Linked DNA regions of Gossypium hirsutum: region 2 is linked to region 1. The links are chromatin contacts, called in public Hi-C maps. All regions are on one chromosome and are shown on one strand. Each heading gives the region's core, a stretch centred on a gene start, on an enhancer-like site or on the middle of the called end of the contact. The rest is flanking DNA. Distances are from core to core; before and after follow the strand shown.

Region 1 (7,361 bases), core at 664-3,163:
ATCATCCCACCCAAGGTTCCTTTCGAAAGTTAAATAGTAATTTACACATTAAGAATTTAGAAGTGTTATACAGAATTCGGTGGTGGTAGTCGAATGTGATTCACAGAGCTATTTGTAATGATTTTTAATGTATTTAAAGAAAAAAGAAAAAGTTTAGCATAATCTCACTAGTGAATGTAGATTCTTTGGAGAAGTGTTTTATTGAGGAGAATTTAATAGCAGAATAACTATGAATTTATTACATAAGTCTTGTTGTTTTATTACTTTTCGATAGTCATATATATGTTGAGCATGCAAAAGATAGATTTTAATAAAAGATAAAGTTTTATCAATTTTTAAGCATCCAAAAATTTAATTAGCTTTATGCAAAATTTCCCTTGAACTTCTGAAAGATCAAGATACCATTCCAATGAAAAAAAAAAGGAGTTGGTTTCCATTACAAAATGATATATGTGTTTGGTTGGAGCTTTTGACATATGGTGCTTACTTTCCACTAACCCTTGTCTTTGTTCATTTTATTCATCGTTTTGGTAATGACAAATTAAATATTGGAAATGCTAATGATGTTTGGCAATGGTGCATGCATATTGAATATGTATATGCAATGCTGCTCATTCTCTCTCTAACAGGTAGAATATCAACAATATCTGCTAGTTACCTAATTGGTGATAACATCAATTAATTAAATAACAACTTTTTGTTTGTTGGATTAAGAAAAGAAAAGAACAAATTTATCGGAGGTAATAGAAAACGTTAAAAATCATGTGCCATTTTCATTTGCTTAAAATGGAACCGTGTCCATTAGGAAGTTTAACAATGGTAGTGACAGTTTTCGGCTGTTCATGTATTCTTATGGTCAACTGTTACATGCGTCAAGATTAGCCATTAAATAGAACTTTCTGCTGCCGTTTTAGACCTTTGCGGGGGAAAATAACGGGAAATTGGCATTATAAAGAGAAGGGACAAGGACGTCCTATGTCAAAAAAGCATAACTGGAAAAAATCTAAAGTGAAATAACTTTTAGCAGAGAAACTATCTGCGCATTAAAAAATTATAATATCAAATTTAATTATTAATATTTTTATTTTTTGTCAATTTAGTTTTCTATTTTTAAAAAAGAGCTATATTTGAGTATAACCTTTTGAAAAAAGAGTTAAAATGATTTTTTTAACTAGATTACTAATTAAAATGTTAAATTTTTAAACGCCCGACAATTCACTTGTACTACATATTAATTTTTTTAAACTTTTATATTTTTAAAAAATTTTAATTTTTTATTTTTATAAATTTTAAATTATTTATTGATGTGACATATAAGATAATTTAACTCTTTCTAAAATTTAACTAAAAAAAAGTTAAGTGAAAATGTAAACATATTATCATGTCAAAGAAAAAGCTATCTCATGACATTTATAACTTGGTCCGTACTGCACTTAAATCACCTTTATTATTTTATTGGAATAAATCATTTGAATTTGAATATTTATGAATATTTGATTGTAGATATATAACAATATTTATGAATATTTGCAATGAATAATATTTGTAGCTATTAATTTTTGGAATTATATACTATCGAAATTCACGGATTAGAATAATGAAAATTTAGAAAAAAAATTTACGAATAATAGTTATAAATTTGGATATCTGAATTTATGATCTATTTTATTTTTGAAGTGTATATAAAAAATATTTTTATACTTACTAGATGTGGATATTTAACAGATCTCGATATCTAACAGGTAATCTAATTAATTAAAATTTAAAGAGTAAAACTGAAATTTAATGCTAATAATAAAGGAATTTAAATTTTATAAAAATTGCAAATATGCGATTAGCTTCTATCGGTTTAAACAAGCCCTACGTTATCGATGAATGGTCCGTCGGGGGGCCCTTTTGATGGTCCACTTGCGGATGACCACAAACATGCACCCTCACATCTCTTTCTATCTTGCCAATATTGCTATTAGGTTCATTCAATGGCTCGAAAAGGTTGGCGTGAACTTGAAATTTCTTCACCAGCTTTCCATTTTGGTGACTAATAATAATGCTGTATCAAGGCGACAAGCTGGGATACGCTGGATGCATGTGCCTAGTCTCCAAGCTCAGTGTAACTAGATTCAATGACTTTGAACAAATAAACCTAGTGGCAGACCCAAGGGCCAGACACATAGTCGGTCCTCCTAAAATAAAAAATTTTTAATTTAAATTTTTTATAATTTATAAAATTTTAAATTAATATGGTAAAATTGTCATCCAAAAATAATAATAATTTAATTTAATTTTTTAAAAATTATAAATATATAATCTATTAAAATGATAAAATTATATTTTTACTATTGTAAAAATATATAATTTAATTTCGGCAAAAAAAAATTTCTGACTCTAAGACTAGATAAACCCATTCTATGTTTCAGGCTTGGCCACGTCTTCTAATTGCATTCGCAACATCCTTATATAACTTTTCGTAGCAAACAGATTGGCCCATCCCGCCCCTTGATAGCTGCTCGGCAACCCACTAAATAAAAAGGGACTTGATATATTCATAACGTGTTTGTGTGGGTAGTTTACAAGTGGGTAAAAACTGGACATGAACAAATCCGACAGACCCAGATGGCATTGTAAGAAAACTGAACATCCATGTCAAATGAACAAATCCGATAGACCCAGATGGCATTGTAAGAAAACTGGACATCCATGTCAAACAAGCAAGAAGATGAGCTTGTCCTTTTCTCTCCACTATCCGATTGAATTTTTATTGCTTTGGATTGGGATATTACTAAATTTCAGTCAAGACTAGCGTGCTCAGTGACTAGCGCCACAAGTGAGTGGTGAGGAAACAAGCAAGGCTGGCGGCTAGCAATGGTTCATGTTTCCTATATACTAGCTACCAAATTGAAACTGGCGTAATCCTTGACGTGCTGCATAGTACCCAGCACTGGGCATCACTTGGATATCCATTTTGCAGTCAATGCGAGGTCGTTTTTAGACCCTTTTTTGATTGGATAACAGACTAGGCCACTATGTAGAGCACAAGTTTCCGAATAGAAAATAGAAAGACATGACAAAGAACAACAAATACAAACTAATATCATCAAACAGATAACAACTCATTGGTTCTAATTATGAAATTGAAATTAATTTTCTCAACAACCACTTATGAATGATTGGGAATATAATTCAGCAAATATTAAATGAATAAAAGTTGTAAGAGCTGATTCAATGTTTCCTTGAATCCAATATGTAATTCCAGCTTCCATGGCGTCCGTTGGTAGAAATCTGTACGAGAGCTTTTATTTTTCTTGGTCAGTACGTAAATATATAATTAGCGTGCATACAGAGGTGGTTGTAGGGGCTGGCATGGCCCTGCCCCTAAATAGAAAATTTGTCATTTAGACTTTTTAAATTTTTTAAAATTTTAAATTAATAAAAATAAAATTACACTTTGACTTTCTCTTAAAATTATACAAATTTAATTTAATACTTTTAAAATTATAAATATATAGACTATAAAAAATTAAAATTTCATTTAACTCTTTAAAAAAATGTTCTAGTTTCGCCCCTGCCTGCATACTTTGAATTAAGAAATTTTAAGGTTCAAGTTGTACAATATTTACACTATTTTAAATTCGGATCCACTAAAAGAAAATTGATGTTTAACAACTAAATTTAGTAATGACATTTAGTGATGAATTTTTACTTATTAATTGCAACAAAATGGTTCATCATTGTGAATTCTTTATAAAATACATAACAACAAAATAAATTATTAAATATTAAAATATTAACAATAATCTTAAAATGTCGTTAAGTTATTTTTTTATAATAGTAATTAACAATATGATTTGTGGTTGTAAATTTTTAATAAAATATGTAATTACAAAATAAGTTATTAATAAATGTTATTTTATTAACAACAAATTTAAAATGTTGTTACTATTAATTGAAACAATATAAGTTGTTGTTTTGAATTCTTAATTAAATATGAAAAAAAAGAAGAAGAAGATGTTGGTAAATATTAAAATATTAACAATAACTTTAAAATATTATCATGTTATTAATTTTGAAGTTATTAATCACAATAATATAGTTTGTCATTACATATCTTTAATAAAATATGTAACAACAAAATAAGCTGTTGGCAAATATTATTTTAATAGAAATAAATTTAAAATGATATTATATAATTTATTTATTTTTATTATTAATTACAATAATACAATTTGTCACTGTAAATTTTTAATTAAATACACAACTGTTATGAATATCTTATTAAGTGGATGTCCATCATGATAAAGATAAAGTTTGGATGTACTTTAAATTCTAGTAGTTATTAGAATTAGATCTCTACTTCTTTTATACTTCTTATGCGTATAAATAGAAACTTTAATGAAGCATTGTAATCATTCCTTTGATTAATAAAGTACATTCTCTATTGCTTTCATATTTTCTTTGTTCTTTATTCTCTCCATCCCTATTTTATAACACGTTATCAGCACGATTATTTTCTATTTTTTTCAAAATCTTTCAAAGTTGTCCCACAGATCAAATTTTTTTTCATCTTAAACTTTCACCCTTACAACTTCATCTTCAGGATATTGAAAGATTCAATTTCAGAATGGATTATGGTTCTTATTCTCAATTTTTGATTTATTGTACAAGCATAGGTAAAGTATAAATTTGGTAAGAAACTTTTATATTTCGATCATATTTTCTTTTTCAATTAAGCTATGAACTATTAATTTTTATAAATTTCACATTATGATGGTATTTGATTTTTGCCTTTCTAGGTTAAATTTTTTATTATGTAAAAGACATATTTGTTGATTAGATATGTTTGCTATTAATGTGGTATATTTTCTCTATTATTTTTTTTGGTGAATCATTCTCTTTGTAGTTTTTTTTTAATTAAGTTATATTATGCATAATATTAGATGTTTTGATTATTAAATTCTTGTTATTAAATATTCTTGAAATTTTAATTATGGTGAAAAGTGTTATTAACCTATCATTGTTGATTAAAGGGAAATTTGATATGATCTATTGAGTCTTATTAACTTGCTAATATTGAATGATTGTATGATATCTTTTAAATTGAACTTAAAAATATTTTATTAGAGCAAGATAAGATTTTATAACATATATGTAGTATTGAAATTTGGTACAATGTGTATCGGATAATTTTCAAGCATCGTACATGAAAATTTTGATTATTTATTAAATGATTTTTACTATTAGATTATAAATGTTATTACTAAAAAAAGTTGTTTCACTACTTGTAATAGTGCTCATGATAATAGTCAAGGTGATGACGATGATGTTAAAAATCTTCAGGTATATTTTACTATGTTTTATTTATTATATCATGTTTATTGTAATTGGAGACTAATGATTATAACATGAATAGATAGTTTTGATTTGAAATCTCACGCATGTTTGCGATGGTGATTAGGAAATAAAGAATCTATGGGGATGTTTATAAGTCCGTCCTACTAGATTGTTGCATTCCCTGAAGTGAATGTAAATATAAAGAAAATAAAAGATATACTCATGAACCATTAAAAGTGGGAACATAGTAATAAGTAAAAGAACAATAAGAGTTCTCAAGATAACTCTTGAAAGGGTAAAGATAACTCATGTTACCAATGTGATATGAAATATTATTGGCTACATATATGGCGTAAATATTTTGTTTTTGTTAATATTATTTGAGGAATGATATAAGAATGTAGTAATGAATTTTATCATTATAAATAGAAAATATTTATCTTATTTGGTACTGAAACAAACAAATATTATTCCAATATTTGATAGTACAAAATTAGTTGAAAGCTTTAGAAGAGCTAATATATTAATATCTAAAAAGCACAAAATTTGCTATTCCCTGAAATGAATACTACATATAATTATTTGGAAATTATATTTATTGGCTTGGTGGCATTATAGAATTCACATTGATTTAAACATTTCTAGTAGTAAATGTCATAATAGTACTTATATGTGGATACAAATTAAAAAGAATGATAATAAAATTATCAATTTGTTACAATTTAATACAATTGAAACATATGTTAAAGTAAACTAGAAGTTTACTAATACAAATGTGTTTACTACTTGGCGTGACCAGCTAGACCATCCTGGATCGTATATGATGCGAAAATTAATTGAGAATTCATATAGACTTCCATTAAAGAACCAAAACATTCTTTAATTTAAAGAATTCTTATTTGTTACTTGTTCTCAATAAAAATTGGTTCTTAGAAACTCAGTAGCTAAAGTTGAGAATTAATATCTTGCATTTCTGAAATGAATATGGGCCCGTTCATCCACCATGTGGATGGTTTTGATATTATATGATTTTGGTAGATGCATCTTCAAAATAATCACATGCATTATCAACTCGCAACCTGTCGTTTGCGAGATTGCTTGTTTAAATGATTAAATTCAGATTATGCAACTAAAACAATTCATCTTGCTAATGTTGGTGAGTTTACATCCCAAGTTTTCAATGATTATTGCATGTCAATTGGGATAAAAGTTTAACATCATGTAGCTCATTTCACACACAAAATGATTTAGCTGAATTATTTATTAAATGCCTCCAACTAATAGCTAAATCATTACTTATGAGAAAAAAACTTTCTATTTCAACATGAGATTGTATTGATTTGCATGTTGTATGTATCAAGCCAATAAATTATAAATACTCTCCATTACAATTGAATTTTGGTCAAGAGCCAAATATTTCCCATCTTACAATTTTTGGATATGTGGTATATGTTCCAACTGCTCCACCACAACGTACAAAGATGGGTCATAATAAGATATTGAGAATGTATATTTATATGTGTCTCCTTATAATATTTTTGAGCTATTAATTCGTGATTTAGTTATGACAAGAGTTGTCAGTTTTCCCAACATTAGGGGAAGAGAATAAAAAATGGGATTAATAAAGTACTTGAAATGAATTATCAATGTCTAAGATCCTTGTACAAAGCAATGTGAACCAGAAGTTCAACAGATGATTTATTTTACAAATCAACTGCCAGATTCATTAAATCTCACATACCAGCTAAAAATGCTCCAATACGAATTGATGTCCTAGTAAGGCAAACTATTAGTGCAAAAGAAAGTAATCCATACCTGAAGCGTGGAAGACCGGTCGGTTCCAAAGATATAAATCCTTGTAAAAGTAAAGGAGAAAACATTCAAGATGGTCATATAGTGGAGGCAGGGGTTCCTGAAGAGACCCATGACATAACTAATTATAAAACTCAAGAAGAGATTCAGGTACCTAAAAGTGAAAATGGAAATGATAAAAATAAAGAGATCTCGATAAGTTATGTCAATAAGAGAAAAAG
Region 2 (6,953 bases), core at 4,339-6,838, 200 kb before region 1:
TTTATTTTTTCAACAACCATTTATCCAAGTTCATTGTGCACGTGAAATAAAATATAAAATAAATAATAAATAATTTTTTTCTAGAAATATACTGTAAAAATAAATAAAATATAATTTTTTTATATATATTTTTTAGAAATTTTAAAAAAATATATAATTACTAGAAATATATTGTCAAAATGAAATTGGGCAAATGGTTCTCTAGATTCATTGCGCACTTGAAATAAAAATTCTTAAAATTTTAAAAGAATCAAAATAATTAAAAAATCTAAAATACCTAAATTTTTTTTTGAAAAAAATTATAGCATAACTTTTTGAAATTATAAAAAGTATAAATTTACTAGAAATTCTCATTTAGAATGAATTTGGACAAACGGTTCTCCAAATTTAAATGAATTTGACAACCATTTGTCTAGGTTCATTATGCACGTAGAATAAAAAAATAAAATTCCTAAAATTTATAATTTTTTATTTTGAAAAATATTTTTATTACTTTTTAGTACACGTGTCAACATTTTATTGGCTATCAACCCAAAATCTAACGGTGTTAGTCAAGTACCAATAAAAATTACTAATTTGGCTTATGTTTTCCAAATTTAGGTACTAATTAGGTAAAAAAAAAAAGAGATACCAAATAAATACAAGTTGCCAAGTTAAGGGTTAGGATATATATTAACCCAATATAATATTTGATAATTTTATGTATATACATTTATTTTAGGGTAAACTACATAGATAATCACCCAACCATAAAAAAAATATTTTAGGCACCCAAAAAAATTTAGAATTTAAGCACCTACGTTACATAGTTCGATAATTTTGATCACTCCTGTTAAAAATCATAAACGGCAAGCTGATATGACAGTTAAAAATCATTATAATAACAAATTTAACGCACAATTTTAATTATATCAATTTATTCATAATTTTAAAAAATTAACCCTCAAAATTTACAAATGGTTTCAATCTGATCCTAGTTTTAAAAATTTGAAAGAAAAATATTAAAATATATTAAAATACACAAATATATTTTTTAAAAATATAATAATAAAATTAAAATTAAATTAATAAATATTAATTTAAATTTAAATTTATTTAATATAATTAAATTTATTTAATATTAACATTAATATGAAATTTAAATTTATTATTATATATTTTTTGAAAATATTTATGTATTTTTATATATTTCTTTGAATTTTTTAGAATTAGGATCAAATTGAGACCATTTGTAAAATTTTGAGGGTTAATTTTTTAAAATTATAGCTAAGTTAATATACTATGTAAAAGTTGAGGGCTAAATTTGTTATTATACCAGTTTTATTAACTGTCACGTTAGCTTATTGTATGTTATTTTAATGAGAGTGACCAAAATGACGAATTATGTAACATGAATGCTTAAATTGTAAATTTTTTTATTTTGAATGCCCAAAATAAAAAAAATTTCATAATTGGGTGCTGTTTACCCTTTATTATATATATTTCTTTTATTACAATTTTAAATATAAATAAATTAACATATTTTTAATAATTATATTATAATATATTTAATTTAATTTCATATTAATTGCATAATACATAAAAGAAAAGAAGAGAAAACAATGTATTGTAATTTTTTCAAATATTGAATAATGAGATAATCCAATACTTTTTTTTTGATACATGTAGGAATATATTAGTATTGTTTTGACTTTGGTATATGAAATTTTTGCATAATATATATCCAAATACCTTTTAAGATTAAGCATATACTCAGTGAGCATCCTTTGATATTCCTTCCAATTTCAAGTTCAAGAGAATATCCGTTCTCTGGGTGTTCCATAGGTACTTCAGATTCCTTTTACCAAATCCCCTGTTCCATGTTAATCAATAACCTTTTCCAGCTCGACCGTTTTCCGCTATAATTTATATACAACTACTACATCATGCCTACCTGTTATTCTCTACCTATAAAGCCGTCTCTCTCGCTCCTCCTTTCTTTGCCAACCATTTATGCTATTTTTCTTTTACTTTATAGTTATACCCTCCCAGTTCTATTAAAGTGTTGCCTTTTTCTTCTTTTTCATCAATACCCATTAGAGCTTCTGAAATGACTATTACGGAGGTGAGGGAAGAGGAAAATCCTCCCTTGATTGATCCTGAGAACGACTCCAGGCATCGTCGTATTGCTCTTTTTGTTGAGCCTTCTCCTTTCTCGTGATTCTCTCTCCCTTCCCTTTGTATAACTTTGTTTATCATTCTTCGGATGCAAATGATATTGTTAGTGATTGAGTGGTACATTTCATGGTTGTAATTATGTACCTTTGCTATTAGCTAAACAATCTTGGTGTACCTGTTACCTACTCTTAATATGTCAAAACTTGGCACTCACTGATTGCATTTCATTCCATGTTTGCAGATATGTGTCAGGGTATAAGAACAGGTTCCAGAATTTCATAAGATATTTAAGGGAAATGGGAGATGAGGTATGCTCGTTATATCTGTGGAGTTCTGCTTGATAATTTGTTAGCTAAATTAGTTTATAGCTGTACCTTTAGATGATATGCCATGGAAGTTTTAATCCAAGTCCCCACACTCCCATACTGGCACTTATTGTACAATGATTGTGTTTATCTCGTTATCTTTTGATTTGTTTCAAGTAATTTCTAATGGCAGGTGCTTGATTTAGCTTAAGTTCATCCTCAGTTAACAGTGGCTAGCAGTTATGACCAACAGTTTACTGTAGTTTGTAGAAATGTTCTTGAATGGTGAACTAAAAGCAATGGTATTGGTCCTTATAGGTAATGGTTGTAACAACACATGAAGGGGTTCCACAAGAGTTCTACGGGGCCAAGTTGGTTGGATCAAGAAGGTTAGTGTAATCAATCAAGTTCAAGTTATAGTCTATACTTGGCTACTTAACTGTATGTTTTAACTATTTCATTAGCTTATTCCTTGGATATTCTTTCCCCCACTGTTTCTGTATATAATATTATATAATTTTCTTTCTACGAATTGCAGCTTCCCCTGTCCTTGGTATCAGAATGTGCCCCTTTCTTTGGCTCTAAGTCCAAGAATAATTTCACAAGTTTCCCAGTTTAAGCCTGATATAATACATGCCTCTTCACCTGGGATCATGGTACACGTGTAATTGTTGCTGTGCGAGTTCTTGTTGATAGATTATTATGATTTCTTTTTGAGAGCGAAATGTTAATGAGGAAATACATTCCTGATTTATACAAACTGCATTCCAGGTTTTTGGCGCTCTCGCTATTGCAAAACTACTCTCTGTACCCATAGTGATGTCATATCACACCCATGTTCCAGTGTGAGTTTGATTCTTCTTTGGTTCACCTGTTAAATCCTTGATGCCACTCAACTCATTTGCTACTTTTTGGAAGGTTTACCATTGCAGGTTTAAAACTACTCGAGCTGTTACATGGACCTGACGCCCAAATCTAACTTTTTGTTTCATTCTACAGGTATATCCCAAGATACACATTTAGTTGGTTGGTTAAACCTATGTGGTTAATAATAAGTGCGTAAGATGCCTTCTTTTCCCTCCTTTTTAGTCAATTTCCATGCCTAAGTCTGAGCAATGACAGTTCCTTTGTCCCTATCAGAATTTCTTCACAGAGCAGCTGATCTCACACTTGTTCCATCAGCTGCAATTGCGAGGGATCTCCAAGAAGCTAAGGTAACTTCAGGTAAACATAGTATATTATCAAAATTCAAAATAGCTTTATCCAATTTAACTTGGCTTTGCATTAATCTATGTAGCTGAATCTTAGGCTAACCAGCTTTTTATATGTCAATACTTCCAGCTAATAAGATTCGCCTTTGGAACAAGGGTGTGGATTCTGAAAGTTTCCACCCTCGATATCGCTCTCATGAAATGCGATTAAGATTGAGGTGCTGTGTTTAATCTTTATTTTCTTCCTCTCCTCAATTACAGTTTTGTAATGCTATATATATTTGCTTTATACAGCAATGGTGAACCAGAAAAACCACTAATAATTCATGTTGGACGTGTTGGAGTTGAGAAGAGCTTAGATTTCCTCAAAAGGTACCATTTATGAATTGCATGAAAAATTGTTGCTAATAGCTTCCTTTATAATCATTTGTGGTACATAATACCATGTCATAGCTGAAAAGAAGAAACAGAGAGTTCTGTTAGATTTTCATTGCAACCATTACTCTTCCAATGCATGAATTTTGCAGAATTTTAACATTGGGAATATATGATTGTACAGTGTTATGGACAGGCTTCCAGAAGCAAGAATTGCTTTTATTGGGGATGGACCGTACAGGTAATCCGTTTAATGTTCATGAATTTAACTCTACTCTGGAGGAATATCTATATCTTCTATTAGATGGCTCAGATTGAATATCGTACTCACTCCCAAAATAAGATGTGTTGTTTGCAGGGAAGAGCTAGAAAAATTGTTTACAGGCATGCCTGCAGTTTTTACAGGTATGTTACAAGGTGAAGAGCTGTCTGAGGCATATGCAAGTGGGGATGTGTTTGTGATGCCTTCGGAGTCGGAGACGCTCGGACTTGTTGTTTTGGAGGCCATGTCATCAGGAATCCCGGTGGTAGGTGCTCGTGCTGGGGGAATCCCGGATATAATTCCTGCAGAGCAGGAGGGCAAAACCGGCTTTCTCTTTACTCCTGGAGATACTGAGGACTGCATGAGGAAACTGGTGCCCCTGTTAGAAAATAAGGAACTGAGGGAAACCATAGGCAAAGCTGCACGTGAAGAAATGGAGAATTATGATTGGAAAGCAGCCACTAAAACGATACGCAATGAACAGTACGAAGCTGCCATTTGGTTTTGGAGGAAGAAGAGAGCTGAGGCACTGGGACCTCTGCAGTGGCTTACAGAACGCCTTTTCCCATCCCCAGCAATCAACTTTAGGTGATTTAGATATATTATATAGATTTGGTCAGTAGAATTTTAAGGAATTAGCATGTTGATAGGGATTGTGAACTTGATCAGGGCTTCAAAGAGGGTCTTCTATGGTGTATCCTTTTTTTTTTTTTTGCCTTTGCAATATGTTAATTTGTTGCACACTATGGACTTGAAATGATCTATTTGAAAATATTGGAATAAAATAGAATGGTTGTTTCATTGTATGAAACTTTTAGCTAAACTTTAACGAACTAAAATTTCAATGCATATATGGTTTCCCTGCAAGAATACTTAAAAACTTCAACCCACTCATCATCTTCTCCCTTCTCTGTGATGAAAGAAGGGAAACCCTTCTCTGCTGGTCGACGCGAGCTGCCTGATACTTTTACTTTGTTTTTTTTTAAATAAAAAAAGCCCGAGATCTCCTACATCTCGAATGGTGGGCTGTTTGGTTCCCGATCGCCTTGTGGGTCCTCTCCATGCTTTTCTTCTTTCCAGTCTGGTAATTCCTCGGGACTTTTGTTTTCTCATGCTTCGTCAAGGCCCTTGCTGCGCATATAGAAAGGCGTCGTCGCTTTGGTTTCCGTTTGATTGGTTGTTGATGTGTTTTAGACTCACAGAATGGCTGATGCCGCTCCTGATGGCTATGGCTCCTCTTCTATCCGTGGTTTTAGCTGGCTCTAAGATGCCGTTGTTTTTTCAAGCCTTTATCCCCGAATGTCCTGGTCGCACCCTCGCTAGATCACGGCGACGGTTGGGTGAGTTAGAAGCGAGTTTTTATTTTTTGGGCTTGATTTGAGCCAAGCTCTTTCTGGGCTCATTTTGAGCCTTTAGTTTTTCGAGTCAAAAAGTAGCTTTTCAAATAAAACTAATTTTTCAAATTGGCTTGAAAACTCAACCCAAAAAAATTAAAAATTGTAGCTTTTGGTTTTTTAAAAGCGAATTTAGTAGAAAAATTATAAAATTCCCCTTCATTTATATTAACTAAAAAAGATAAATATGATTTACATAAATTTACCCTTCATTTACAATTGGTTTATATATATATTCAAACCTATAAGAACTTTTTACTATTTTTGCTCACCCTTTCCATGCTATATAATTACAATAGGTGATCTTTAGTATTAGAATTGTAAAATTTTGATATAAAACTTGATAAATAGAGATCTATCATGTCAGATCATTAAGAATAAAAATTAGATGAGAAAAAATATATGAATCCATCAATATCTTGAAATCTTAAAGTATTGCGGCTTTGATCTTCCAAATTAATACAGAAGTATTTTAGATAAAGTAAATCTCTCTTTTATAAAGATGGGACGTTAAAAAAGTTATGTATATGTACTTTGAGGACCATAATCCTAATATATAATTTTTGCATATTAACCTGAAGTCTAACCAGCCAATCATTAATTAGAAATTAGTCATTGATAGAGTTGGTTGGTTAAAATTTATTTAATAAATCCCTATTTTCATGGAATATTTTAGTTGTTTAATTTTATTTGGTTGTTAGTAGTGACTTATTTATTTTCTATTTTTTAGTTGCTATGTAAGGCTATATAATAGCCCAGTATTTTCAGTTTTACTCAATGTAAAAGATCATTCTCCTCCATTTCTTTTGTTCTTTAATTATTCTTTCTTGTTCTTAACATTTGATATTAGGTCCATTAAAGAGCCTAGTTCATTTAGAAACAGCAGTCTTCTTAAACTATGGCAACAGAGTGATCATTTGTGCAACCAGCAGTTCTGAAGTTTGATAGGCATTATGATCATTGGGCGATGCTTATAGAGAATTTTTTACGTTCCAATGAATATTGGGGATTGGTGGAGAATGGTATTCTTGTTGTAGCAGATGGTGCAATTGATGCACAGAAAATGAGCATTGAAGATAAAAAAAAAAAAACTAAAAGATTTGAAAGCCAAGAACTATTTGTTTTAGGCTTTGGATCGTACAATTCTGGAGACGATTCTTAACAATGATACAACAAAGAGCATATGGGATTCCATGAAGAAAAAATATCAAGGCACAACACGAGTCGAACCTGCACACCTGCAAGCTCT

The links. Hi-C and Micro-C count contacts between places; a contact is called where the count stands out from the background.
Region 2: a contact with region 1 is called in a Hi-C map of leaf, with 2.4 times the contacts expected there. The contact joins two enhancer-like sites. A contact is called at or near these places in 2 of 34 Hi-C or Micro-C datasets (callus and leaf).

What each region holds. Positions count from the first base shown.
Region 1 is chrA04:76,128,128-76,135,488 of Gossypium_hirsutum_v2.1, reverse strand. No RefSeq gene overlaps it. Among protein-coding and RNA genes, the nearest start is that of LOC107930146, 28 kb to the right of the region's middle. Within about 2 kb of position 1,913, at least 8 of the 9 cell types and tissues checked have an H3K27ac peak or open chromatin away from gene starts, as enhancers often do. A contact at or near this core is called in leaf, where this site is marked.
Region 2 is chrA04:76,330,511-76,337,463 of Gossypium_hirsutum_v2.1, reverse strand. LOC107930130 (sulfoquinovosyl transferase SQD2) reads left to right here and starts at 1,933. Exons shown (of 11, transcript XM_016861703.2): 1 at 1,933-2,196; 2 at 2,399-2,465; 3 at 2,781-2,851; 4 at 3,001-3,118; 5 at 3,234-3,307; 6 at 3,462-3,517; 7 at 3,603-3,686; 8 at 3,804-3,891; 9 at 3,968-4,045; 10 at 4,233-4,289; 11 at 4,407-5,111. The coding sequence starts at 2,090. The coding sequence ends at 4,902. Within about 2 kb of position 5,588, at least 8 of the 9 cell types and tissues checked have an H3K27ac peak or open chromatin away from gene starts, as enhancers often do. A contact at or near this core is called in leaf, where this site is marked.